Linked DNA regions of Lactuca sativa: region 2 is linked to region 1. Evidence: chromatin contacts called from public Hi-C data. All regions are on one chromosome and are shown on one strand. Each heading gives the region's core, a stretch centred on a gene start, on an enhancer-like site or on the middle of the called end of the contact. The rest is flanking DNA. Distances are from core to core; before and after follow the strand shown. Region 1 holds the start of LOC111889171 (pentatricopeptide repeat-containing protein At3g62470, mitochondrial). Region 2 holds the start of LOC111916156 (lipid phosphate phosphatase epsilon 1, chloroplastic).

Region 1 (3,157 bases), core at 473-2,972:
ATTAAAAAGCATACATAAAAACAAATACATAAAGAGGACATTGACAAAAATATAAAAAAAAAAATGTAAAAAGGTTATAACAAATTGTAAAATATTAATAGAATTTTAGACAACATGCAAAAACAATATTGAAAAAAAAAGGTTTGGATAATTCGTAACAAAATTTAAAACTGAAGTATGATAAAACAAAGAAAGCATGTTGTATCTGCTATAAGAGAGAACATAGAGCAGATCAATATAAACTTTAATGATTTGTCATGTTTTAAGGTAATAAAGAACATAATTTTATTTTGAAACAACAAAAAAAATCATTAGTAAAGTTCTGTGTTTAAAACCTTTCTAATGGCAAATAGTAATTTTGTTTGAGGGCTATGATAATGGGTGATCGACTGATAGTTAAGACTACTTATGATAATGTCAAATCGTGATTATCATATCTTTGAGGGCTAGTCTTCGGTTAATATGATTTTTTTGGCGATCAAAAACAGAATACCACTTTCTCTCTTTAAACCCCTATCCATTTTATTGTGTTTGAATACTATTCCTCTCTCTTTAATTCAAGAACCTAAATCAGAGAACAAGAACTTGTTTTAGAATAATGATATGAGATCATCATGGATTCTTGGGTACCAAAAGGTCCAAAATTAAAACGACATCACACACAACAACCATTGAACTTTAAAAGAAACATATCCTTTAGTGATTAGATGTTTTCTCCAATGGTAGAAAAAACTTTTGCCAACCATGTTAAGCACCACAAAAATAGATAGTGTGAGAACAATATTTTTCTCATGTTCTCACATATGCCACCAAATAAAGATACCAAATTCAATGTACATGGTTGTTATTCCACAAACACCAAACAAGACCTCATACCTCATCTGTGAAAAGAAATTCTTAACTCAATTTCAATGGTTGATTGCTCGGAATAAGTTTATTCTTGATGATCAAAATAACGACTAGTTTGAGTTTCAGAAACTCCTAGTAATAGAACAAAGGATATTTTCCGAAAGAGTAAAAGGTCAACCTTTAATTCAGACCCTCAATTTATAGATCCTCAATTTATAGGGTGTTGCCACATTAACCATATATATGTTGTGTTGTTACGAAGAATTATTCTTCTTGATAACTATCCATACATCAAGCTTTTGAACGAAAACTTGGAATAAGTTTGACTTATGACATACATTGAATGCATAATGACACATAAATAGACCAATAAAGTTATTCTATATGCCGAATATTAAGATATTATATGCTATAATTAGACCTTAATTTTTCATATTAAACATCAAAATAATATTTTGAGTAAATTACTAAAATCTACCTTATAGTTTGGTCAAAATTGGTCCCCAACTTTGTTTTTGCACTCAGATCGTCCACTTTCATACATAAAATTAGGAACCAAACGTGCAATTTTGATCAACTCATAAGGATGAAAAACGTAACAAAATCAAACCATAAGGAGGATCTGAATGCAACAAAAGATTATTGATCAAACATACAAATTTGACCAAATCATAAAAACGATTTCAGTAGTTTACCCTAATATTTTCAAAACACACATAACTTGCTTTATATCATTAGTTGGGCCTTACATTTGGTTTAGACTTTACAATTTACATAGCAATAAATGGGCACTTAAATGGATAAAGAAGAGTCCATGGTCTAAAATCAAATTAGCTAGCCCAACACTTTTTCTTTAAAACAAAATCCGAAAAACAATATCTGTCATCGTTAGTTGTACGTTACAGTTTACACTCCCTATCTTCACCACTCCAATCACCGATACTGATCGCCGATTCGCCGCTAGTCGGTGCATCTACTAAATCTAACAATATCCATGGAGTTTAATGGCTGTTAATCTAAAGAATCGGTCAATTTTGTCGGAGTTAAAGCTCAAAGATGGCGGAATCTTCCACAGGGCCGCCGCCGGCGTATGCTCTGTCATTCACCGACGACAAGCAGCGGCGACGCCTCGAGGAAGACGAGAACCCTTTCGAAGGGAAGTGCTCTTGCTTAACGGTAGCTCTTTGCCCTTGTCTCGTATTTTTTCTGCTTGTGATGATAATAGTCTCCGTCGTACTCACTGTCAAGTTCCATTTATTTTGCCACACTCCTCTTGGATCTCTTCTGTACAAGAAGAAGTGTTAGTAACTTCACACCTTAGGTATATTCCTGTGAATTCGCATTCACAATCGACGAGGTGTGTGAATCCTATGACAAATCATGTGCATTCCTTTAAATCACTTCCTTCAATGGATCTATTAGAGAAAAAACGGCACAACCAAATTAGGGGTTTTTCCGGAGTTGTAAATTCTGATGACGAATCAGAATCGGAAGATACAGAAGGTGTGAAATCTGTAGCAGATGAAGAGGAAGTCAAAAGGATCTGTAACGTGATTGAGGAGTTATTTGCCCTAGATCGAAACATGGAAGCTGTATTAGACGACTGTAAGATTAACTTAACTCATGATCTGGTTATCGATGTGTTAGAAAGGTTTAAACATGCTAGAAGACCAGCTTTCAGATTCTTTTCATGGGCAGGACAACAACCAGGGTATCACCATGATTCAAGAACATACAACACAATGATGAACATTCTTGGGAAGACTAAACAATTCGAAACCATGATCTCTATACTCAATGAAATGGGTGAGAAACAATTACTCACATTAGAAACATTCAACATCTGTATCAAAGCATTTGCAGCAGGTCAACAAAGAAGAAAAGCAGTAGGAATGTTTGATTTGATGAAGAAACACAATTTCAAAGTTGGAGTAGATAGCATCAACTGTTTACTCGATAATCTTGGAAGATCAAAGCTTGGAAAAGAAGCTCAGGTTTTGTTTCACAACTTAAAAGGTAAGTTCACTCCAAACATACAAACATACACAGTGTTGTTAAACGGTTGGTGTAAACTCGGGAATCTTCTAGAAGCAGGAAAGATATGGAATGAGATGACAGATGAGGGTTTCACACCCGACATTGTTGCACACAACATCATGCTTGAAGGACTCTTCAAATCCCACAAAAGATCTGAAGCAATTAAGCTCTTTGAGATCATGAAATCAAAAGGTCCATGTAACACAAGAAGCTATACAATCATGATTAGGGATTTATGCAAACAGAAAAAGATGAAAGAAGCTATCGAATC
Region 2 (3,157 bases), core at 438-2,937, 420 kb before region 1:
TTCTCGCTTGGGCTTGTTGTTCGTTTTATTTGTCAATATAATGCTCGCCGTTCAAAAAAAATCTATCAGACATAATATAAAAATCATCTTTGTTAATCATTTAGTACAATACTATCCAAATACTACACTACAATTACATTTAAAAACGAACAAAATATGGATATGGATATGGTTAATGATCGGATGATTTCTTTAGATCTATTAAAAATGTACAAGAATATGATATATATATGATCATTCATCCTTCATCCAATGCCTAAAAACATGTGATATAAACCCTAAACAGAAACAAAAAGCTCCAACAATTACAAGAATTCGAACCCACAAAATCGAGTTATATGCCTTGAAAACAATCGCTTCCCATGCTGAAAACCATAACACTGAAAAAATGGACCCCACAATTGCACCCACAACAACTTGGCTTGTAGTGTGATATCGTAGTAAAATCCTTAGCCATGACTGCATAAATAATCCAATTCGAAAGTTTGATTAAAAACAAATTCGCATTACACAAATAATTAATCCAATTTTAAATGTATGTAAGTATACTTACGAAATAAGAACCAAGAGCTACAACAAGAACACTAAAGACGCCTGTAACTACATTCAATCCTTGACCTTTGATCACTGTCATTACAACATGATGATGATGATGAAACACATAAAAGTTTCAGAAAAAGATGAAGTTATTAAATGAAGTGATGATCGAGTAGAAAAGAATGTTAATTACCTGACAATATCAAGATTAAGGTGGCGTAGAAGATGGATTGGGCATGCGAAGATGGCATTCCATGGCCTGAACTTACTCTAGAAACAGGGCGTTCTTGTTTCAAAATCTGCTTCAAAGTGATTGATAGTATAACATTCAGAACAGACCCCATTGCAGCCCATAATGCAAGAGCATCGTGTCTCAACAGAATGAATCCACCGAAAATTGCAGCTACCACCCATTTACTCTGATACGCAATTTCAACAATCCATAAGAGAGAATCGAAAACAAATGAATGATTTGAGGTTATTGTGTTTTCTGGCAGAATCTAATTTGGATATGGGGAAATAAATGTAAGGAAACAACAATACCAACCAAACGATTAACAACTGTGTGTAGCCCACCAACTGTTTGATGAAATGAATCACCTCCATAATCGATCAAAGTTTCCTGTTCTAAAGCGGAAACTGCAGGACTAAAACGTTCATTATCACCACCACCACCGCTGAGTATCCCCGTCTCAATCGATTCCTCAACCTTCATTTTCTTCAGTCTAACAGATTTCGGATATCCAATTGCAGATTCCTTCAAGGTACGAAAAACGGGAGTAGAAAAGGGGGTTTTCCGATGAATATCGAACTTATGAAATTGGTTCAAAATTGGTGGTGGGCTTATCAAGATCGACACCACTGCAAACAACATAGTGTAATTAGAGAAGATGACGAGGTGATCTGCATCGATTAGGGTTTATTTCCGGATATATTGGAGATGTTGAGATGGATTGAGAGGTTGTTATTTAAACAGGTAGGTAGTGTCGTGTAGAAAACTCCAAAAAGGGAATCGAAGTAGTTTGTTGATCTTGATTCCTGCATTCAAGATTAGTAATTAGGGTTTTGAAATTGTTGCAACTGGATCGGTAAGTCAACTATCCACGGCAGCTTTCATCAGCGGACCGGGTCAAAATACTTCAACTGGACACGAAAGGGCATATGCCTTATGCATATATGGATAGGGTTGTGTCACAAATAAATTACATTTCTCATTGTTTTTAGGGTTCATCTTGTTATTAACAATATAGCCTATAATCATATAATAATAGCCTTGCTTTGTGTTTTAAATTTGGCTACTAAAATGATATGTTTTATGTTTTTGTCTGGTTTTATATGATTATGTTGAAGAACCCGATAGGGTGAACTTAGTCCTTCATGTATACACACCACGACACCTTGTCATCTTCTTCTTCCATCTTCCTTTCATTTTCAATCCGGTATACTCACAACAAAAGAATATGGTGGGCAAAACGAGAGACCATGCTTGTGGTTTCAGATCAACACCACGAAAGGACCAGGATGGTGTTCACGGACAACCACCATGTCCACCTGGACCACGGAGGGTTTCGTGATACCTATACTGGACGGTTTTATAAATGAACCAATGTTGTAAAAATCGTTTGACGGTAGCTCGACGACGTTCGACTGACGATAAACAATTAATTAGATTAGACGGGGATTAATCAGGGACCCTAATATTAATGAAATTATTTAAAAAATTAATATTTCCTAAAAAATTAAGTATTTGAAAATTTAAAATTTTAAAAATATGAAAATTTGGAAATTTTAATATAATATTTTAAAATTTGAAAACTTAAAAATTAAAAAAATTTAAATTTTAGTGTAATAATTGAAAATAAAAATTTCGAATTTTTTTAAATATTTCTCGTCTATGACAGCCAAGCCCGAGTTTGACCAATTTCCGCCAAACAACATAATCATAATTAGTTCAAGACCGTCAAACAATTAATCGGTCACCAAGGCCAATTTCTACAACACTGAAAGAAACAAAAAAGATGGTAACATGTTGGATTTAAAAATATGATAAATACAAATAAATTTCTCAAGTTTTACACGTGTAGTTGGGAAAAACCTTAACAGGCTTTGACCATAATTTTCACGCAGAATTATCATTCTAGTCTACTTAACCACTTTCATGGTTAACTTTGTTATATATCTTGCAAAATCAATCCTAAAATTGGGTTTAAAGTTCAAATTTGGTCGCTGTAATTTGCAAAAAAGTCCACCATATGTCCAAAAAGTTTTCAACTTATACCACATGTCCCAGTAATTTATTGACTAATTTTGAGATTTTCCGGCGAGAATAGGATTCTCTAGTGAGGGTGGGTTTGTCCGCGATGGGGAGAGGAGTAGAAAGGTGATAGCGATTTAGAGAATGGAAGGGTGATGGAGGCTGTAACAACCGTTTGCAGGTGAGGGTGGGTTTTTGGAAACAAGGCTCTCCGGCGGAGCTAGAGACAACGAGGTTGGTTGGGTTGTGGTCGCAAGGGTGGGGCGAACATAGTGGAGGCCTCAATTTGTGGCTTAACGACGATTTAAGGGATCAATTTTTGAAGTTGCATGTGGTTGTGGCAGTGACTACGGAGACGTGAGATGA

The links. A called contact is a pair of places that touch in the nucleus more often than the background predicts.
Region 2: a contact with region 1 is called in a Hi-C map of seed, with 8 times the contacts expected there. The contact joins the promoter of LOC111916156 here to the promoter of LOC111889171 in region 1. A contact is called at or near these places in 3 of 4 Hi-C or Micro-C datasets (leaf and seed).

The regions. Positions count from the first base shown.
Region 1 is chr3:110,895,372-110,898,528 of Lsat_Salinas_v11, reverse strand. It overlaps LOC111889171 (pentatricopeptide repeat-containing protein At3g62470, mitochondrial), which reads left to right and starts at 1,722. Exons shown (of 1, transcript XM_023885311.3): 1 at 1,722-3,157. The coding sequence starts at 1,854.
Region 2 is chr3:111,319,383-111,322,539 of Lsat_Salinas_v11, reverse strand. It overlaps LOC111916156 (lipid phosphate phosphatase epsilon 1, chloroplastic), which reads right to left and starts at 1,687. Exons shown (of 4, transcript XM_023911792.3): 1 at 1,085-1,687; 2 at 731-956; 3 at 554-627; 4 at 170-459. The coding sequence starts at 1,411. The coding sequence ends at 235.